5 separate regions of the Mus musculus genome follow, and all the other regions are linked to region 1. A link is a contact called in public ChIA-PET and promoter capture Hi-C data. All regions are on one chromosome and are shown on one strand. Each heading gives the region's core, a stretch centred on a gene start, on an enhancer-like site or on the middle of the called end of the contact. The rest is flanking DNA. Distances are from core to core; before and after follow the strand shown. Region 1 holds the start of Arhgap35 (Rho GTPase activating protein 35). Region 2 holds the start of Kptn (kaptin). Region 3 overlaps Dhx34 (DEAH (Asp-Glu-Ala-His) box polypeptide 34). Region 4 holds the start of Ccdc8 (coiled-coil domain containing 8). Region 5 overlaps Sae1 (SUMO1 activating enzyme subunit 1).

Evidence for each region. ChIA-PET counts read pairs in DNA pulled down with a chosen protein or histone mark. Capture Hi-C pulls out chosen DNA fragments and counts their contacts.
Region 2: a promoter capture Hi-C map of liver shows a contact between it and region 1. The contact joins the promoter of Kptn here to the promoter of Arhgap35 in region 1. A contact is called at or near these places in 1 of 39 promoter capture datasets (cranial neural crest), 1 of 484 Hi-C or Micro-C datasets (CD8 T cells) and 3 of 9 other capture datasets (adipose tissue, liver and macrophages).
Region 3: an RNA polymerase II ChIA-PET map of memory CD8 T cells shows a contact between it and region 1, with 17 read pairs. The contact joins the enhancer-like site here to the promoter of Arhgap35 in region 1. A contact is called at or near these places in 1 of 39 promoter capture datasets (pre-B cells), 5 of 484 Hi-C or Micro-C datasets (the G1E-ER4 cell line, cortical neurons, olfactory sensory neurons and 1 more) and 3 of 115 datasets of contacts at active chromatin or transcription factors (embryonic stem cells, memory CD8 T cells and microglia).
Region 4: a promoter capture Hi-C map of adipose tissue shows a contact between it and region 1. The contact joins the promoter of Ccdc8 here to the promoter of Arhgap35 in region 1. A contact is called at or near these places in 1 of 15 datasets of contacts at CTCF or cohesin (embryonic stem cells), 6 of 484 Hi-C or Micro-C datasets (CD4 T cells, embryonic stem cells, large pre-B cells and 1 more), 3 of 115 datasets of contacts at active chromatin or transcription factors (bone marrow-derived macrophages, differentiating embryonic stem cells and memory CD8 T cells) and 1 of 9 other capture datasets (adipose tissue).
Region 5: a contact with region 1 is called in an RNA polymerase II ChIA-PET map of memory CD8 T cells, with 13 read pairs. The contact joins the enhancer-like site here to the promoter of Arhgap35 in region 1. A contact is called at or near these places in 2 of 39 promoter capture datasets (neural stem cells and pre-B cells), 1 of 15 datasets of contacts at CTCF or cohesin (large pre-B cells), 1 of 484 Hi-C or Micro-C datasets (the AML12 cell line), 4 of 115 datasets of contacts at active chromatin or transcription factors (embryonic stem cells, memory CD8 T cells, microglia and 1 more) and 1 of 9 other capture datasets (adipose tissue).

Annotation. Positions count from the first base shown.
Region 1 is chr7:16,613,052-16,617,177 of GRCm38.p6, reverse strand. It overlaps Arhgap35 (Rho GTPase activating protein 35), which reads left to right and starts at 2,185. Exons shown (of 7, transcript NM_172739.4): 1 at 2,185-2,706. It overlaps Gm29443 (predicted gene 29443), which reads right to left and starts at 3,354. Exons shown (of 3, transcript NR_136928.1): 1 at 3,226-3,354.
Region 2 is chr7:16,117,894-16,122,019 of GRCm38.p6, reverse strand. Kptn (kaptin) reads right to left here and starts at 2,144. Exons shown (of 12, transcript NM_133727.2): 1 at 1,839-2,144; 2 at 1,448-1,530; 3 at 1,224-1,308; 4 at 1,096-1,150. The coding sequence starts at 2,061. Napa (N-ethylmaleimide sensitive fusion protein attachment protein alpha) reads right to left here. Exons shown (of 11, transcript NM_025898.4): 11 at 4,038-4,126.
Region 3 is chr7:16,202,917-16,207,042 of GRCm38.p6, reverse strand. Dhx34 (DEAH (Asp-Glu-Ala-His) box polypeptide 34) reads left to right here. Exons shown (of 17, transcript NM_027883.3): 8 at 862-1,055; 9 at 1,545-1,646; 10 at 2,940-3,176; 11 at 3,296-3,469; 12 at 3,754-3,871. Among named protein-coding and RNA genes, the nearest start is that of Dhx34, 17 kb to the left of the region's middle. Within about 2 kb of position 2,087, at least 25 of the 459 cell types and tissues checked have an H3K27ac peak or open chromatin away from gene starts, as enhancers often do. A contact at or near this core is called in memory CD8 T cells, where this site is marked.
Region 4 is chr7:16,991,562-16,995,687 of GRCm38.p6, reverse strand. Ccdc8 (coiled-coil domain containing 8) reads right to left here and starts at 1,786. Exons shown (of 1, transcript NM_001101535.2): 1 at 1-1,786. The coding sequence starts at 1,100.
Region 5 is chr7:16,328,018-16,332,143 of GRCm38.p6, reverse strand. It overlaps Sae1 (SUMO1 activating enzyme subunit 1), which reads left to right. Exons shown (of 9, transcript NM_019748.3): 8 at 1,462-1,531. Among named protein-coding and RNA genes, the nearest start is that of Bbc3, 20 kb to the right of the region's middle. Within about 2 kb of position 1,848, at least 16 of the 459 cell types and tissues checked have an H3K27ac peak or open chromatin away from gene starts, as enhancers often do. A contact at or near this core is called in memory CD8 T cells, where this site is marked.

The DNA of each region.
Region 1 (4,126 bases), core at 936-3,435:
CAGTGGTCTTAACCTCTGATCCATCTTTACACCTCCCTGCAAACACTGAGTTTGCAAACCAATAATAATAGTAATAATGATAAACTGTCTGGTTGAGTTATTTTTGCTTTGTTCTTGTGTTCTTTTGTGCAACTCCAACATCATTCTTTTCCAACACTCAGGAAGCAGAGGCAGACACAGTCACACATTCAATTCCAATCTAAGCTACATAGTAAATTCCAGGGCAGCCAGGATAGCTAGTGAGAAAAATGTTAATGGAAATTATCTTTAGCCAGGCATGGTGGCAAATGCCTTTAATCCCAACACTTGGAAGGGAGAGGCAGATCTCTCTGAGTTCAAGCCCAGCCTGGCCTACAAAGCAAGTTCCAGGACAGCCAGGGCTACACAGAGAAACCCTGTCTCAAAAAACAGAAAACAAAATTAACTTTAGTTTACTCCAGACACTCTGTGCTTAGGATGGAACCGAATGCCTTGTGTATTTATGCAAGCATTCTACCAATGACTTCTGTCCTCAGCCCCAAGTAATGATCTTTATAGATGGGAGAGGAACCCACTTTTAACTGTTGATCTCTTCAGCCCACACCACAAGAACCTGCCCTCCTAACAAACTTTAATGAGAGGCTTCATTTGTTGGGGTGTTTTAAAATTTGAGCACATGTAAACTTTTTTTTCAGAATATGAAAATTCATTACTGTGTTTCCACTGTAAAATTTTATGATATTGATTTTTCCTTCTTGCCTTTGTAGAGAGCCAAAAGAGACATACATACTGGCTGCCTTAACCACCTTAAAGCAGACTCCAGGAATATCACCCACAGCATGACCTTTTTGACTTCATGAAGTTCTGGCTGCTGGATTTGGTCGAGCCCATGTAATTTTATTTAGCAATGCTTACTGCGTACTCAATACGTGTAGGTCACTCCTTTACACCCCACCCTCATTTAGAGACACAGTAGTTCCCTCTTAACTCCCCTGTTGCTTTCTGATGTTTCAGTTACCGGTGGCTAGGAGGGTCACATCCACATTTCTCTTATTACAGCGTAATATATATTCATCGTTTTTCTATTGTTGTGGGTAATCCTCTGCTAAGAGTAATCCATCAGCTATTATAGATATTAATGTATAAGGGAGATCGCCCATATTTTACTGGGTTCTAGTAGTTCGAGGATTCCCACCATGAATCGTGGCCATAGGGCCTATTATACCTCATTCGATTCTCCAAGCGACCCTTTGGAGTTCAGTATTGTTATCCCACTTTACAGATGAAAAGCCTGGAAAGAAGTGCAAGGCTGGATCGGAAACACGTGCTTCCTTCAGGCATTCCACACTCTGTGAGGCGCCGGGAAAGCCTGTCTTTCACAATCCATCCTTCCGGAGGGCTCCCAGAGGAATACAGAGTTAGAGGGGAGCCCTCTTACATCACCATTCCCCCTGCAAGCACCCAAAGTGACATGTGGTTTGCTGTCATTTGCCCGATGCTGACTTGGGAGACTAGGGCTGCAATGCAGGGCCTGTCCTTCCTCTGCCCGAGACCAAGCACTGGGAGAAATCACCAGTAACTTGTATCAACGCGCCTGGCCCACAGGTTTTTCTTCAGCGCCCGGGAAAGAGCACGTGCCCCCTGTCCCCGCCCACTCTTTTGGGCTGGCCAACGGCGAGCCTGGGTTGGGCTGTGAAGGACCACGCCCCCTTCCCTCGCCCAATTGGTTCACTCGCTGGGTACGCTCCCTCCTTCACAGCCCCGCCTCGCCACCCCACGTTACGTCTGTCCCCCCAACCCCCTCCGTTATCCCGAAGCTGCGGCTCCAGGAGGCGAACCCACCTCCCTCTGCCTTCCATTGGTTAGTGAGGTCCCGCGCGAGCGGGATGGAGCCCTAAGTCCCCGCCCTCACGAGCCGGGCCAAGCCTCTCAGAGATGGCTTTCTCTTGGAGCCGGCGCGGTGTGGGGAGGGGCGGCGGGTACTGCAGCCTGGAACGCGCGACGCCGTGCGCGCCCCCCTTGCGGGCTCCTCCCTCCCTTCGGTGGCTTCGCAGGCTGCAGCCGTCTCTGCGCACGCGCACTCAGCCCACCCCGCGCCCTCCTGTGCCAGTTCGCGGGTGTCCGTCCTCGCGCTGTGTAAATCTGGCGCCGCAGCCGCTGAGGTAGCGGCGTTTTCCTCAGGCGCGCACGCGCACTCGCGCCCTCGGTGTCCGCGCGTGCCTGTCCTCCCGGCCTACGGTCCTCGCGGTGCGCTCGGCCCACAGGGCCGTTATCCACTTCCCAACCCCAGCCCCAGCATCTCTCGCCCCTCAGAAACGCACGCGCACTTGCGAGAGGGTCTCCAGTACGCGCACGGCCGCGGCGGCCGCAGGAAGGAGGCGACAACGCCGCTGCCGCCGCCGCCGCCGCCGCCGCCATTGCGCGGGAGGGAGGGAACGAGCGAGCGAGCGAGGCTGGTCCGCCCTCCCCCTGGTTCCCGCCCCTCCCCCCTTCCCCTCCCCGCCCCCCGCCCCGAGGGAGAGCCGCGGCGCGGCGGGAGGAGGAGGTGGAGGAGGCGGAGGAGGGAGCCCGCGAGGGAGGGTCCGCCCGGCCCCCCGCCGCCGGAGCCGCCACCGCCGCCTCAGCCGCCTCAGGAACGAGTCGCTAGGGGAACATGGCGCCGGGCCCGCCGTCGCTGCGGCTGGGATCGCGGAGGCCGGGGCCGCGCTGAGTGCGCCCCCGAGACTGGTAAGTGTCTCGTAGCTGGCGGAGGGGAATGTGGGGACGGGCGAGGCGCCGGGCGCCGCCCCGCTGCGGGATCCAAGGGTGGGGGGAAAGGCGGGGACCGCGGGGCCCGGAGCCCGCGAACAATGGAGGAGCCGGAGGGGGAGGGGTGGGAGCGCCCCCCCCAGCGCCCCGCGGTCCCCGCGTCCCGGCCGCTGCATGCCCGGGCCCGGCCCGCGCGGCCCGCCTTGCCCTTCCTATTCGCTAGTGTCCCCGCAGCCCTGCAATCCCGGCGTCTGCCTCCACACACGCCCCACCAAACCCGGTGAAGGATCTCGGTGTCTCTCAGCCTCCACTCGAGATACCCGACTCCCAATTCTGAGCCGTCTTCTTTCCCACTTCCTCCCCCACCCCGACCCCCAGTCATACCTACTTCGCCACCTCCTGGAGTCGGCTGTGCTCCTGGGACAGTCTACCTCCTCATTGACCCCTCAGTATCCCCTCTGACGCTCACTTTGAATATCCGTGGCCCTTCTACCTTACCTGTTTTCTGCTAGCATCACTTTTGGGAGGAAATCCCCATTCTCCTTCTTTGGCCTATTTACTGTTATTATCCCTGCGGTAGAACATCTTGCATCCCCAGGAGCTGTCCCTTTAGGACCTGCGGTTCCACCTCCGTGGAGATCCGTATTGGTCTGTTGATACAGGCACTGCTCTACTGCCCTCCCGGTCTTGGCTTTGGACATAATTCCTCCTTGTATTTGGGCCCAACTGCCCCATATTTTGCCGGGTCGCAACACTGAACCTTCTGCACCTCCTAGGATGTCCCTAAGCTCCTTCTCCTACGGTTCTCAGATTCTGATGCGCCTTGCTCGCTTCCTTCCCTTCTCAGTGCTTGCTCCCATTTTGCCATTCAGACCCTGTCCTCTTTTCCAGACCCTTCTGCCTGCCAACTCTGCCCCTGTGCAGGCGCTCTGATCTTGCATGCACTCCCCTGTGGTGCCTGGCTTTTTGCCCTCTTCTTTTTACCCCCTTTTCTGTCCCTTAGGGTGTCTCATTTTTGCCATTTCCTTTAGCAGACCTCTGCCCTAACCCTGACTACTCAGTTGTACTCTCTCTGCACCTCTATTCTCGTTGAGTTTCCTCTCTTTCCCACCTTTATTTCAATGCCCCTCTGCTCTGCTTCATTCATTTGCTCTCTCTCCCCACAAACCCATCACCAGTAAGTTCATCTACACCTAGGACTTGCTGCCTATGTCTTCCTTGCTCCTGGTGTTTCTCTGCACTTTAGATGACTCTGACCCTGATCCTTCACACGCTGCCCATTCTGCCCTTTTCTTCTACCGGCTTTTCCCCTTCATTCTCTTTATTTGGTGCTCTTTCCTCTCTTTTGGAGCTGTCCATTTGTCTACATAGTTTTGAATCGTCTTGAACTTTACTGTTG
Region 2 (4,126 bases), core at 895-3,394, 500 kb after region 1:
TTTATTGGCACAATCCTCATTCATCTACCATGTCAACTGCTGTTTGCTTACTCTAGTGGTAAAACTGTACAGCTGTGAGACCAACTGTCTGACCCTCAGAACCTAAGATTTACTAACTGACAAAAAATGCAAAACAAAACAAAACAACAATGTTGCTAATCTCTGGTATCAGTGTTGTTATGAAGACTCGCAAATGAACCCACTTTCTTCTTTTTTTTTTTTTTTTTCGAGACAGGGTTTCTCTTTATAGCCCTGGCTGTCCTGGAACTCACTTTGTAGACCAGGCTGGCCTCAAACTCAGAAATCCACCTGCCTCCCAAGTGCTGGGATTAAAGGTGTGTGCCACCACGCCCGGCTTATGAACCCACTTTCTTTGGGATTTTAAATTGTGAAGATTCTAGATGGTCTGTATTCTACCTCCTTACAGGTCCCTGTACAGAATCTCAGGAGCTGCTGGGTTTGATAGAACCCCCCCCCAACTTTTTTTTTTTTTTTGGAGACAGCTCTCATATAACCCAGGCTAGCCTTAAACTCATGCAGCCAAAGATGACCTTGAGCCAAATTCTTATCCTCCTGCTTCTGTCTCCTGAGCGTTGACATTAGAGGTATGCACCACTGGTATGTGTGCTCTGGATGGGACCCAGAGCTCTGTGTGCCAGGCAAGTATTCTACTGCCTGAATGTATCCTCAGCATTCAATTGCATCTTTTAAATCTGGGAATCTCAGGGCTTCTCGGGCTACAGAACAATTCCAGGCCTGGGAAGTAGAGATCTAGAATTTTGGAAGTTGAGTTCCCAGTGCTCAATTAACCCACTGGAATGATCTACCTGAGGGGCGACAATGTAACCATCTTGGCTGCATTCACTCTGAAAAGCACCACGAGAACCAGACTGGTGATGGCAGGTGTGTGGATTCCAGTCTGCTAAAGCTCAGTGAAACCCCACTTCCCGGCTATACTTCCCATCACCTTTTGGGCCCCTAACACTACCTGTTTCCAATCCTTAGTAGAGGAAAAGCCTTTTGTTTTCCAGATAGGGCAAAAGCCTCTGAGTGCAAGGAAAGGGTAGGAGAGCATGGGTGCCCAGGGTCACTCACTCTGCGTGGCACAGCTGGAAAGGTGTGAACTGGAGTTCCAAATTCAGGCAGCTCTCTGCAGAAGGACACAAGTTAAGCCCAGCAGCCCCTGGCAGCCCCAGCTACGCTCTCCCCTAAGCCCCACTCACCTGCAATAGAGTCCAGGTTGTACTCTGAGCCAGGCTCATAGTCACAGTAAATGTTAAGAAACGGACTGCCCTTGTCTCCTGAGTCCTGGGGGTGGAAACTTCTCTCAGGGGAGGTAGGGGAGGTGACAGGCATTTGGAGTAGATTCAGAGCACTTGAGAGAGACTTGGTGGGATCCACAGTGACTAAGGAGGAGGGCGTGGACAGGTGGAGGGTGCTGTGGTACCTTTATAAAAGTGATGCCCACAACCAGGCCCCGTTTTGGGGGTGACTTGTTGAAAGTGTCGATGGAGACGATCTCAGCATCCACTATGAGGGGAGTTCAAAGTTCACTGATTAGGCAGGTCTCCACTCTTGCAGCCTAACCACACTAACTTCATACCACAGCAGATGCAGGCGTCTGACCGCTATCATCATGACCTCTGAACACCGACTACTATGCTGTTGATAACTTATGTTTGCGGAATCCTGAACCCTAACTACTTTCAGGCCATGATGACCACTGTCTCGAACCCTAATGATTATCAGTTTTGACCCTGACCTCGCAACACAGTGACAATCTTAGAATCCTCAACACCAGACTCTAGTCCCGCCCCAGGCACCACAGCGCCACGCACCGGGAATGTAGTTGAATTGCAGCTCTTTAGCCACAGGCCGGATTTTCTGTCGGAGGTCTTGATAGCGGAAGCCGAGCACCTTGCCTTTAAGAGTGGCGGCCAGCAACTCCCCTCGCCCGTCCGCGCCTCCAGCAAGCCCGTACACGTTGCTTTGCGACGAGAAGCGCGTGAAGCTGTCCTCCAGCAGTGGACAAGGTCCCTCTGCCACGGCCGCCTCCCCCATCCTGGCCCTCCGCGATCGGTCCCAGATGGCCTGATGCTCCCCAACCTGTCAGGAAACCTCCACTAGCGCATACTGATGACGTCAAGAAGCTGCGGTTACTGCCCTCTACAAATATGGCGCTTGGTTCCTTGACTGGGCGGCCCAGACAAAATTGCCCTTCTGCAACTGAGTGTTCTGTCCTTGCCCATTTCGGAGCTATGGAGAGGGCCTTCCAGGATTTGAGATGGGGGAATGGAGGCGTCTCTGGGCCTCTCTGAAAGCAGTGTGTAAAGGAGAATAAGTATCACCCTGAACTGTGGGTGGGCACACACTCCTGTGAGTACAGCACTTGGGAAGTGGAGGCAGTCGCAGCAGTTTCAACCCTTCTACAAAGTTAGAGGCTAAGCTTAAGTAATAAGTAGTTTTCAGGCCCGTCGGTCTGCAGGAGACACTCCCAGCCCCCAACTTCTGTCTCTCTCTACACACACATGCACTCCTATAAATACACTCATTCTCCAACAAAAACTATCTGAACAACAAAACAATTATAAAACCTAATTACTACCCTTTTGGATAAGCACATTCGATCTGCCAATTTATTTAAACTCATAAGCAAGCTGAAGTGGAGGCACATATCTAAACTTTTTACTTTTAGAGACAGGATCTTACTCCATAGCCTTGGCTGAACCAATAATTTACAAATCAGGCTGGCAACAAACTTGTGACAATCCTCTTACCTCTGTATGCCACGTGCCAAGAACACAGGCGTGCCCTTCTAAAGTAGGTATTCTTAATATTTTTAAAACACTTATGTGTATGTTTCTGTATGGGCACATGTACCATGGCATGTGATCAGAGAACAACTCTGGGAGTCAGTTCCCTTCACCTTCTGGGTCTCAGCAATTGAACTGCTTAGGCATGGTAGCAAGCACCAGTATCTGCTGAGCCATCTTGCTGGCCCTAAGGTACTCTTGAATCTATTATATAGGCCAACTGAGTTAAGTAAATTCTTTAAGCAATATTATCTTTAAAACAGTAAAGTGTATTCTTGTACCAGGGAAAAGATCAGTTAACCTGTCCATCCTGATGGCAGAAGAGACTACCTGCTTTAGTGAACATTCATAGTGACAGTCTGCAGGACCCATGGCTACCTTGTCCACTCACACTGCTCCTGGTGCCATCACACCCTTTAGAGAGTCCCTCACAAACTTCTCACCAGAACTATGCAAAGAGCTTTACAAAGTTTGAGCCCGACGCTGAGGGAGAGCAGGATCTGGACTGAGGTTTCTGTGATGGAGGGCTTACCAGCCAGGTGCTATGAGGCCTTTCAGGGGGTCTGGATCTGCCACTTCAATCAACTCCAGCACCTGGGATGCATAGCCTCAGACACAAAGCAGGCTCCGTAGATATGCCAAAACCCTGCCGACTCTAGGCCAGATAGATGGCATAGGTGATAAGGATGCTTGCTATGCAAGCCTCACAGCAACCCAAGCCCAACCTGTGGAATCCATGGAAAAAGTCAGAGGAAGTGGTGCCTATCTGTAGTCCTAGTACTCCTTTGGAGAGATGGAGCTGGAAGCTCATGGGCCAGTTAACTTGAAGTACTAAGTACATTAGTAGAAAGAAGTCCCTGCCTTAACCCCACACACCTTTAATTCCAGTACACTGGAGGCGAGCCTAGTCTACAGCCAAAGCTACACGGTGTGTCCCTGTCTCAAGCAATACACACAAGACTCTGCTTCAATAAGGAGTTAAGGAGGACTGACAATGTCCTCGGACATTCTGGGCCATGGTGTATGAGCATAGACATACTTAGAAGCCTCCAACCATGTGGCAGGCCATCAGCCAGTATGTTGTTAGCACTGAGAACTTCCCCTGGGCAGTCTTTAGACATAGTGTGGCGAGGAGCTGAGCATTCCAGATTCCTGGGCAGTGAGCACAGTACCCCTGTGGACATCTAGCAGTGCTTCATGAACCATCCAGAATGAATGAGATGTGCAGGTTGGCATGGCCTCTCGTTTTTATTATTTGTGTATGTAATAGATGTATCTTGTGCATACCCATATACACAGGAAGACAGTTATCT
Region 3 (4,126 bases), core at 838-3,337, 410 kb after region 1:
GGGACCGAGGGGGATCTCGGCGTGCTGGGGCCTCATGCAGCCCTGGGTCTGACTATTCAGTGCCTCTCGCTCCAGGGAGCAGTAAGGAGAGCAGTGTGGATGTGTAGGCATGTGACAGGGGCAGGCAGACAGGGTCTGAGCTCCCAGAAAGTCCACACAGGTCTCCAGAGCCCGGGGATTCCCAGCTCCTCACTGATGGGCACAGGTATATGGACACGTGTTTCCAGTGTGCCTACCCATAACCTTCCCTGTCCCACATCACCTTTCAGCCATCCATTTCCCCCTTTTTTCCTACTCTTGCCTCCCTCCTCCCCCCCTCCTCCTCTTCCTCTTCCTCCTCCTCCTCTTCCTCTCCCTCCTCCTCTTCCTCTTCCTCCTCCTCTTCTTCCTCCTCTTCCTCCTCTTCCTCCCCACCCTCCTCCTCCTCCTCCTCGTCAAACTAAATGAAGGCTGTGGCCAGTTTTATTCTGCTATAAGCACAGTCAGCACCAAGACAAACCAGGGCAGGCTGTGTGCAAGTCTTACTAGGGGAGGAGAGCTGTGGCCACTGGGAGCCAAGGAAATCAAGCCAAGGGAGGCTGGTGGAGGTCAGGGGTAGCTCAAATTTTTGGCCAGCATTAAAATGGGCCCTATGAGCTGAAGGAAGGAACTCCGGTCATGATCTCTAGTGGAGAGATGGGGAAACAGAGGCTCTTCCTTAAGGTTCTGGGACCACAAATCTCAGCTTGTAGGTTTGCATCGGCCTGTTTGGTTCCTAAGGCTCTTTGTGAGCAGTGGAGAAGGAGGTGAGAGCAGGGCCCTTGAGTGCCCCAGAGCAGAGAGCTGACTTTCCCGAGGCTTAGCTGCCCCTGCTGTCCACAGGGAAGATGCTGATCCTCGGCTCCATGTTCAGCCTGGCAGAGCCTGTGCTCACCATTGCTGCTGCCCTCAGCGTCCAGTCACCATTCACCCGCAGTGCCCAGAGCAACCTGGACTGTGCCACTGCCCGGAGACCGCTGGAAAGTGACCAGGGTGACCCCTTCACACTCTTCAATGTCTTCAATGCCTGGGTGCAGGTGAGGCTGGGCTGGGTGCCTTTGTCATTCAACCCCACTGGAGGACCCTCCAGCTGTGCTGCTTCATGTTTCTGAGCCCTGAGTCTACCCAAGGAATCTCTGTCCCTGCCATTCATGCTCTGGTGCCCAGGGTGGGGGTGGGGGTGGGGGTGTGGCAGCCAGTGCCCAGCCCAGGATCCACAGGGTATCCGACAGAACCCAGTGCTATCTAGAGAAAGGCCAACCTTCCTGGGGGACATTATATACCCAGTCTACCATTCCTGAGCCCTCATCAGTGGCAGTTCAGGGGGAGGACCCAGGACACCTAACCCAGCATGCTGTCTGGGTGCTCCTGTCGGGGTGCATGAGCTCTGGGGCTGAGTCCTGGAAAAAGGATAGGAGGGTCCCTTAGAGCGGCCCCCAGCCCGCCCTGCTTCAGAGGCTCCCGTGCTGGGGCTTGCTCCCACAGCTGGCCAGGTCCTCACTCTGAGGTGTCTGCCCCTCAACCAGGTGAAGTCTGAGCGGAGCGGAAACTCTCGAAAGTGGTGCCGCCGCCGGGGTGTGGAGGAGCACCGGCTGTATGAGATGGCCAACCTGCGGCGCCAGTTCAAGGTGAGGACCAGACCCTTCTGGGTGACTGGGTCCCCACCACATCACCGTCCCACAAGGGGAGCAGGACTGGGGCAGCCTTGGCAAGGTGGCAAAAGCGTGGACCTTGGAGAGTGTTCTTGGGGAAGGCACACGGGTCACTGGCTGTATGGCATCCTAGGGGAGAGGCTCACCTTGGCCCCAGGCTGCTGACCTGCAGCTCAGGGTGAGTGTTGGGGGCGGGGGGGGGGGGCATTCAAGGTGACAGGACAGCCAATGTGTCTGCAGCCCAACGTGGCTCGGCTCGTTCTCACAGTGTGGTTTCCCCTGAGGCCCCGCCCTCCACCACAACCCTTGGGCCTTAGCTTCCCCTGGAAATTTCCCCTGGAAGATGAAAGTAATGACACTCTTCAGTCCCAATGGGCAGATACAATAGCTCTCCAGCTGCCGCCTATGTTCACGTGGCAGGCTGTGTGGGCAGCGTGTCACTGTGGTCACTGGAGGTGAGTGAGGACAGAGCTGTGCGCTCCACTGTTGTGTGGCTTCAGTTCTGTGTGCCTCTCTCTGTCACTTACAGGAAGCTCAGATACACTGAGCTTTGTGGTGGTCTGTAGCATGGAGGCAATAGGAGTTCCTGGGGTAGCCCATGGCCTCGAGGGCAGGTGGGCCAGTTAGGACTCAGAAACCTTGCTAGGCTCTCAGTGTTGGGCTCAGTCATTCCTTGCCCACTTCTGCAGCTTCCAGAGCTTTGGTTCTACTCTTGTTGACCTTGAACCCAGGGCCTTGTTCATGCTAGGTAAGTGCTTTATCACTGAGTAGAAACGTCCAGTCCCTCTTCTCTTCACAGGGCCTTATTAAGTAGCCCAGGCTAGCCCCAAACCCATGATTTCCCTGCCTCAGCCTCTTGAGTGCCGGGATGACAGGTATGCATGGCCAGGTCTGGCTTGAGATTAGGTGTTCCTGACAGGTTCCCAGGCATAACCCAGCTTTGAGAAGAATCTTGTGGGACCTTGAGGGCCCCATGCTAGCCCTCAAGTGAGCCTGCAGGCAGCTCTGGGAATAGCTGCTATTGACTCTCCTGTGAACCATCTGTGCCTGACCAGATGTTCATGAGTAAGAGCTGTTCCCAGGGCACAGAACTCAAGTCTGGGGCCAAGGACTGACCTCCCCGCCCCCCGCCTCCACAGCCTTGGGAGGTATGGGGTGACCCTCACTCTGCACTGAGGAGAATATACCAGGAAGTTATCACATACCAGCCTGTGGGCCTGAGGCTGTGTCAGCCCAGAGCCCACTCACCTGAGCCCTTCTTGTTCATAGGAGCTGTTGGAGGATCATGGATTGCTGAGTGGGGCCCAGGTAGTGGCCCCAGGGGACAGCTACAGTCGGCTGCAGCAGCGCCGAGAGCGCAGGGCCCTGCACCAGCTGAAGCGACAGCATGAGGAGGGTGGGGGACGCAGGCGCAAGGTGCTGAGGCTGCAGGAGGATGGCTGCTCCAGCGATGAAGAGGACCGAGAGGGCTCTACCTCCCAGAGGGCTGACAGCGTTGACATCCAGGTGGGACGGCCATGTACGGGGCCAGGGGCATGAAGGGGCATGGGACACAGGAGACACAAACACCTTCTAGAGCAGGGGTCGGGATCCCTCAGAGCCACCACGCATTCTTGCCTTTGCAGGATGTGAAATTCAAGCTTCGGCACAACCTGGAGCAGCTGCAGGCAGCTGCCAGCTCAGCCCAGGACCTGACCCGAGACCAACTGGCCCTGCTCAAGCTGGTGCTCGGGCGGGGGCTGTACCCACAGCTGGCTGTGCCCGATGCGTTCAACAGTGGCCGCAAGGACTCAGACCAGGTAGACTTCTCTTTTAACGTGTTTCCTCAGCACCCCCTGGGTTCCAGGGAACTTAGTGTGACAGAAAGACCCTTGGCTTTGTCCTTGGGTTGCTCTGCACACTAGCCAGAGGGGACAGGGCTGGAGGAGGGCAAGGCAGAGGGTCACACCCAGCTTGGGCAGGAATCTGGAGGACTTGGTGAATAAGGAGAAGGACTTTGTCCCAGGGGAGGAGAAAGGGCACTGGGTATTCCGCGGGACAGGTCGGGGCCTCCTGTTCCAGTGCTTGCCTTTGGCCTCTGCAGATTTTCCACACGCAGGCCAAGCAGGGCACCGTGCTGCACCCCACCTGTGTCTTTGCCAACAGCCCTGAGGTATTACACACACAGGGGCAGGAGGCCTCAGGCCAAGAAGGGAGCCAAGGTACAGTGACCCTGGTGGCACGTGACAGATGGTGGCACCTCCAACTCAGGTCCCTCACTCGGGCATTCCCAGGGTTCCTTCCCATCCCCTATTTGTGCTGTGCTGTGGGAGGGAAACTCCAGGGAAGGCTCACCAGCCCAGCGGGCTGCAGACAGCACACTGTGCTGAACTTCCAGGCCGCTTCCTGAATCCAGCCAGTGAGACACTGCCGTTAGCACTGTGCTGGTTGGGAAGCGGGAAGCGAGAGCCTCAGCT
Region 4 (4,126 bases), core at 537-3,036, 380 kb before region 1:
CTTGGACTAGCTGCAGCCTCTGCTCTTGGATCAGCTACAGCCTCTGCCCTTGGACTAGCTGCAGCCTCTGCTCTTGGACTAGCAACAGCCTCTACTCTTGGATCAGCTGCAGTCTCTGCCCTTGGACTAGCTGCAGCCTCTGCCCTTGGACTAGCTAGAGGCTCTGCCCTCTGGTTAGCTGCAGCCTCTGCCCCCTGGTTCTCTGCAGCCTCTGGGTGCTCCTCAGCTGGCATGCCTGTTCCCTGAGCGAAGGGTGGCACCTGCTCCTTCCTGCATCGTCTCAGGGAAACCCACTTGATCTTGGGCTTCCAGCGTCTAGTACCCAGCATCTGGTCACTCCGGTCTCCTGTGTTTCTGGAGCTATCATCGTCCGAGCTGGCTTGGCTGTGTCTCATTTCTCCAGCCCTCTCAGCTGCTGTGGAGGCCTGCTGGGTCTGGCCCACCTCGGAGCCTGATCTGGGTGCCCAGCCCTTCACCCTCTGTTTCAGCTTCCCCCAGGACACCTGGCTAACATACTCCCTCCATCTGTCGGCCTTGGATGGCTGGGGCCCCAGGTTGTTCTCAAACATGGGCACTGGAAGATTGACTCGGCGTCGTGGAGGAGGCGCGCTGGGCTTCTCCCCACGGCGGAGGAAGGCCTCCACCAGCTCCTGATCATCCTCACTCTCCACATCGCTGCCCAGGAATTTGCTGCCCAAGTAACTGACCGGCATTTTGCGCACCTTCCTGGTCCTCCCGGAGGAGCTCCTGTTGCCTTTGACTTTGGAGGTATCGAAGTCACTCAACTCACTGTCGCTGCCATTGCTGCTGTCATAGGTACCTACAACCAGCCGAAGTGGAGGAGTGACCATCTGCGGGACTCTCCTCACTCTCAGCTCCTTGGTTCTTTTGCGGGGTTGGGGTGGGTGTGGAGTGCTCTTTTCGATGATACGGGCCACATCTTCCAGGGTGCGGCCCTCCTCCTGCAAAAACTGGATTAGCCGCTCCCGAAACTCAGCTTCCTTCGTTGCAGGCTTGGAGATGACTCTCCACACGCCCCCAGCCAGGCGGACCTCCCGGGGGATGAGCAGATAGTCAACATCCTCCCCAATCTGCAGCATCCCCACCGTGGAGTCCTCTTCTTTGCGGAACACCTTTCCGATTTTCTTAAAGGTGCCCACAGGCCTTAAGGCCTCCACTAACACGTCCAGATCGACATCTTTGCAGACGTCGGGGACACTCCAGAGGATCAGGCAATCGGGAGACGGAAGGAAGCCCCAGGGGAACCATCCCCCTACGTGGCTTTTTTCGAGAGTCTTTAAGATCTCCAGCGTGGACGCTCGAGTGGGGGCAAAAAGCCCAGACACTTGGCTGCTAGTCTTGGGGAGGGGGCGGTGGACAGTCCTAGCAACTCTGCTCGCACAGAGTGTCTCCTCCCTACAATTTTCTCTTCAGGAAACAAGTCCAAGTTGGCTTCCCCAACCCCCTCGGAGTTGTAGCAAGCAGTTTTCCAGGATGCTTACATGAACTGAAGCACGCTCATTCCCGAGGCTCAAAGTTCAGTCCAAACTGGAATCGCCAGTGTCCCGGCTCCAAGTTGGGGTCCCACGAGCTCCGATCGCTTCTCCCTTGCCCCAGACACCAGGATATAGCTGAAAGTTCTTGGGAGGACTCTGCAGACAAAGACGGCTCAGCGTGGCCTTTCAATATGGCGAGGTGCTTAAAGGCCTCCGCCCAGCCCCGAGGAGGGTCTCCCGCCCCCAGGCAGTCTGCCACCCGCTCCAAACTGACCTTGCGCTCAGTCTGTGGTGGAGCTGAGAGCCGCAGGAAGTTTCTGGGCGCCCTCCCCTCCTGGGTGAGGCCCACCTTCTCCTTCTCATCTTACACTCTAAGCCTGGGAAGACTGGCAGCGGGGCTGTCCACTCCCCTTCAGGGCAGCCTCCCTCTCCTCCCCCACAGAGGTGTGGCTGCCCCCCAGAGCCTCAATGGGGCCAGGGCTTCCCTTAGCTGCAGCCAAAACCCACGTCATCATCCTTCCCAAAAGGCAACGGGTCCCCCAACCTGCCATCCTAGACGTGCAAGCCCAAAAGGTGCGAGTGCTGATGGCTCAAATCCTTTGAAGGCTATTGCAATTATGAACGTGCGTTTAAAATTAAGGGGATGGGACTAGAGGTGGCTCAATGGTTAGGAGCATGGGCTACCTTTATGTAAGACCTGGGTTTGACTCCCAGAACCAATACGATGGCTCAAAACCCTGTTTATTTCCAGTTCCAGGGGATCCAATACCCTCTTCTGATCTCTGTGAGCACTGCATATACGTGGTACACACACACACACACACACACACACACACACACACACACACACACACACAGAGAGAGAGAGAGAGAAGACATTCATGCACACAAAAAGGGGCACACAAGATAACCCAATGGGTAAAAACATTTCCCCAAAGCCTGAATTCAATCCCAGAACCCACATAAAACCAATTCTACAAAGTTATTGTTCAATCTCCACATGTGCACCCCTATACACAGATTGTACATATATTAATTCACACACGATAAACACGGGTTTTGTTTGTTTGTTTGTTTGTTTGTTTGTTTTTCGAGACAGGGTTTCTCTGTGTAGCCTTGGCTGTCCTAGAACTCACTTTGTAGACCAGGCTGGCCTCGAACTCAGAGATCCACCTGCCTCTGCCTCCCAAGTGCTGGGATTAAAGGCGTGCGCCACCATGCCCAGCCCGATAAACACGTTTTTAAAGTAAAATATTTTCTTGGAGTTGGAGAAATGGCTCCATGGTTAAAAGCACAGGCTGCTCTTTCAGAGGACCTGGGTTCAATTCCCAGCACCCACATAATGCTCATAAATGTCTGTAACCCCACCTCTAGGGGATTTAACACCCCCCCCCCACTGATATACATCAAAACACCAAAGCACATAAAATAAATATATTTTTTAAATAAAAAATTTTCTTAAAAATAAAAAAACCTTTAAGATCACAGAGATGTTGTACCCTCAGTTCTTAGTTTATGTATCCCACGTGGCCTCAAACTTTCAGGGATCCTCCTGCCTCAGCCTCTGTCTACTAGGCTTTACGTAGGCCACTATTATCAGGCTTAAGCAACAACAACAACGGCCAGGTAAGGAAGTGACTTTAATATCAATATAAGAACATATATCAGGCATGGGATGCACACTTGTGATCGCAGTAATTGAAGGCAGGGGGATGAGGAGGGTAAGGTCACTCGCAACTTCAGAGAGCTCACACCAGCCTGAGCTACAAGAGACCCAGGGGCTGGAGAGGTGTCTCTGTGATTAAGAGCGCTTGCTGCTCTTATAGAGGATTCGGTTCCCAGCACCCACGTAGTGGCTTACAGTCACCCAGAACTCCAGTTGATGGGGATCTGATACCTTCTAACCTTCACAAGAAGCATGCCTGCAAAGGTTACGCAAGCGAGAGCGCGCGTGCGTGAGCGCACACACACAATCATAAAAAAAAAAAATTAAAGTAAGATAAACATTTGTGATTTTATTTAACCCAGAAAAACCTTGGAGGCAGATCATGAGCAATGAGGAAAAGGGAAAGGGGACGGAGAAAAAGAAGGTGCAGGAGAGGATTTTTCAGGTTCAGGTTTGGAGTCGGGGTGGGGTGCTTTGTTTGGGTCCTGTCCTGGCTTCAACGTCCCCATTGGGGGTAGGAGGGAGGACGCTTTTGCTGGCTCTGCTTAGGTGAACTTTCCTCCTCTTCACGACATGGAATTCTAGCTGCTCAGCCCAAGGCCTTGAACGTGACTAGTGGTCTCCAAGGCAACAAGGGGCCCTGGCTGAGCTTAGGGGAGAAGCTGGGAACTTCCACACAGCAGGCACAGAGGCAGCCCCTCCTCTGGCCCCTCCAGCCTTCCTTAGGCCTCTTCCCCAAAGCAGAGGTGCTTTGAAGAGAAGCCAAGACACCCCTACCACACCCCGCAAGGGCTTTTAAAAGTGGTGGCGTGTGAATTCTAAGTCTTGAGGTTGGGGATTTAGCTCTGTGGGGGAGCATTTGTCTAGCAAGCATTGGGTGGGGGTTATAAAGAACCCTAAATCATGGGGCTGGAGATGATCCTGGAGAGTTCAAGCGCTTCCTGCTCTTTGACGAGGACCAAGT
Region 5 (4,126 bases), core at 599-3,098, 280 kb after region 1:
AGGTGGGCTGCAAACTCAGAAATCCGCCTGCCTCTGCCTCCCGAGTGCTGGGATTAAAGGCGTGCGCCACCACGCCTGGCTAGCCTCAAACTTTTTAAGGAGGCAAAAAAAAACCAAAGTACTATGGAATGTTAACATGTAGGATGTGGGTGTGTGAGTAGCTTTTGGTTGGTTGGTTGTTTGGTTGGTTGGTTTGGTTAAATAGCTGGATGTGGCAGTGCATCCTGTGATGTAAGCTGCTCAGGAGGTAAAGGCAGAAAGATTATAAGGTCAAGTTGAACACCTTAGTGAGATCCTGTCTCAAAAAGTAAAAAGAGGGCCAATAAAATGTGACAGGGTGGTAGAGCACCTTAAGTTCCCCCGGCAAAACACAAAACAAGCAACACAAGCTAGCAGTGGGAATGGTCCTCACTTTGTATCTCTAGCCCTCCAGAGGCTGAAGGAGGAGGACTCAGGACAGCACCAGCTTGAACTGCATACTCTATTTTCTCTTTGGTTTTGTGATAGAAGGAACAGTGATACCACACCTGGTCATTGGGGTTTACTTTGTTATGTTCTATGTGCCATGTCTAAAATGCAGCAGTCCTGTCTGCAGTGTATTTTAGCATTGACATACACGTGTCATTTTAAGAGACATTCGAAGCTCAGTACCAAGATGGATGGTTGATGTGTGGTTCCACAAAAACAGTTTAAACAGCAACCATTGGTTTACCAGATCAAAAAATAGATGTTGGTAATTGGGTTTATGTTATTATGTGTATAGGTGACACACCTTTAAAAATGTCTAGAAGACAAGGATGGATCGGGGTGGGAGGATAAAATATGGAGTGTAAAAAAATTAATTAATAAAAAATAATAAAGATGTCTAAAAGGCATATGTGCCTGTGTGAGAGGATCATGGCGGCCTGATGTCCCACTTTGCTCCTCTAAAGTGCTCCTTCTGTGTTTTGGACCCCAGGAGGGTGATTGGAGGAGGCCAGTTGGGCTCTCCTGAGATTTTCCTCTGAGCACTCTAGCCGATGAGGGTCGTGCAGACTTTGTGCTGTACCCATGTTTACTTTATTTATTCTAGCACGTAACACAGCCTGCTCGCCCATGGTTCTGGGAATAGCATACAGAAGAACCCACTGCCCGTGTGCCGAGAGGAGAATTGCGAGAATGTGCTGGGGCCACTCACACATCTGGTGTTTGTAGGACCTTATTTTTAGGAAGCACAGATATAGTGTTTCCTTGAACTTAAAAAAAAGAAAAAGAATCATGTGAAGGAATTCATGCTTTGCAAAGTTAAAGGTCTTCCCCACCCACTTAAGAGCCCCTGGGGTCAAATTTAATTTTCACGCCTGGATACCAGCTCTAGCACTGGGCTCTGACTAGGACTTTTATCCAGGACAGCCCCTGGCTGGTCCCCACCCCTCTACCTTCCTGTGCCCTGGTGCTATGTTTTTCTTGTTTGTCTTCTAGGTACTGCTTCTCTGAGATGGCCCCAGTATGTGCTGTGGTTGGAGGGATCTTGGCACAGGAAATTGTGAAGGTAAAGTCATCATGTGGAGCTGACGGCTGACCTCAAGGCCCTGCCCGCACACTCACAGAGCCAAGGGGTGGCAGACCTGCTTGCTCTCTAGCCCCTCAACCTTGCATGCCCTGGCCCTGTACTCAGGCCATCATGGGCCAGCCAGCTAGTGGTCTTGGATGCTGCCTATAGTTGCCACTTTGTCTGCTCTACCAGTCGTGTGAGCAGGTTTCCATCTAAGAGGAAAACATAGAAAAGAGATCCAACAGCTATGACCCTAACCGACATCCGTCAGAGTGGTGTCAGGGCACCCTGTTTATTCTGCATGCTGTGAGTATGTGTAGAGGAGGGTTAAGTTCAGTGTCTATAGGACGCGTGATCTACCAGCAGCCACATGAGTGGCTCTACAGTGACCTGTGACCTCCTGTTATGACAGTTAACGACTTAAAAGAAGACTAGGTCTAGGAACTATGTAACTCTTCTAGAATATTTGGTTTACTAAAACTTTTTTTTTCCTTCCCCGCCCCGTCCCCTGGTTTGCTAAAACTATGGCAAACTTTGAAGTAGATTTTATTTCCTTTGGAGACTTAAATATTTGCCCAACTTTCTTAAGTTTGTCTTATGCAGGGCTAGGGTGTAGCTCAGTGCTAGTGTTTGTTTAGCATGCCCAAGGCTCCTAAATTCAGAAACTTTAATTTTGTTTGGTTTTTGTTTTGTTTTGTTTTGTTTTTGTCTTTTGAGATAGGATCTTATTCGACAACTCAGGCTGACTCTTGGCCTCCTGAGTGCTGGGAATGCAAACATGAGCCACACGACAGCTCTTCTGCAGAAGTGTCTGTAGTCATGTCTCTTGTGGACAGAGACATGGCTGGCTGGCTGACTTCCACGTCTCTTCACGTTCAGACTGAGGAGGGCAGTGTGTGGAGATACTGGTTCTTGCTGCTTTGACTTGGGGTCTCCTTGAATCCTGTAGCTTTACCATCTTTTTGTCTCCTTTGCTGATTTGCTCTCTGGTCTAAACTCATTTGCCCAAGTCTCCCCACTTCTACACTCTAGACAGCAAGGGCTGGAGAAACAGGAGAACCTAGAGGCTCTGCAGATGTTGCCCTAATAGCACCACTCCAGAGACTCGCATGGCACTGTTTGCCCTGGGGGGAGGTGAGGTTGGAGAGTGGAGGCTGGGGCAGGTGGCCTGGAACCATTGTTGATGGTGGCTTCTCTACACATCCCTGTCTTAATGCTGCCCCCTCCTTCCTGCCTGCTGGGTACAGCTGTTGCTCAGCATCTTGTTTCTGTTTACCCCAGACAGCCAGAGCACTCTACATTCTTGGTTGCTGGGTGTGTTTGGAATCTCGTACCCCAACTTGCTTGAGAATCACTTTACCTTTTGCCCCATGTTCACCCTCTGCCCTGTCCCTTCATCCCTCCACTCCCTCTGCTTAGCACACTACAGCCAGCTGGCAGGAAGGCCTGCATCTGAGGCCCTCGCTCTGAGCACCTATTAAAAGTACTTGGGAGCAGTTCGAGGGAGAGTGTGAAAGTCCCGCAGATCAGGTTTTCCTCCTCCCTCCCTCCTTTGTATCCTTCTAGTCGCTCACTGTCTGGCAGGCTTTATAGGCTTCAGCCATCCCTGTGGCCCATGAGTTTCTGTCCATGGTGGTAGAGGGAAGAGTGAAAACAGCAGCCATAGCAGACCTCATATTAAAACTCAAGTTGAGCCCAGCAGTGGTGGCGCATGAATCCCAACACTTGGGAGGCAGAGGCAGGCGGATTTCTGAGTTTGAGGGCAGCCTGGTCTACAAAGTGAGTTCCAGGACAGCCAGGGCTACACAGAGAAACCCTGTCTCAAAAAAAAAAAAAGGGCCAAAACCAAAAAACTCAAGTTGAGCCAGCACCTTCAGTTGCAGCTGTTCAGGAGGCTGGAGCCAGGGAGCCCAGGAGACCAGACCAGCCTAGTCAGCAGAGCCATGAAGGATATAGATATGGGTCATGTCCCCTTTGGCTTGGAGGCTCTGGGAGTGTTGTCTCTATGGCACCATTAGATAATGCTCCTTCCCATTGATGACAACAGCTCCTGTTACTGAGAGATGTATCCTGGGAGGGACAAGGAAGGGATGGCAGAGGAGTTCTGCACATGCTGGTGACCCCTGGAGCTTAGGTGGGCCAGCCACAGTTGAGGAGCACTAAACCGTTATACATGGTTGGTTGGTTGGTTGGTTGGTTGGTTGGTTGGTTTGTGACAAAGTCCTACTGTTTGTGTAGCCCACCTGCACTCTGCTGGCCTTGTACTTCCTGAGATGTGAATGCCATTCCAGGGACTAAACTCGAATATTTAACTCTGAAGCTAGGGAAAAGCCTCTGTTTAAGCTTGGTCATGATTGTGTTAGGCCTCTTGCTTTTTTCTCTGTTTGTTTGTTTGTGTGTGTGTTTGTTTGTTATAAATGGTGTTTTTCTAGACATAGTTTTTCTCTAGGCTAAGCTGGCCTGGAACTCAACATCGATCCACCTGCCTCTGCCTCCCAAGTCCTAGGATTAGAGCTATGTCGCCACCTCCCATCCTAAGCAGAAGCTTTTACCCAGAGGGCTCTTGGCCCTTCCTTTGTCATTTTCATTGTA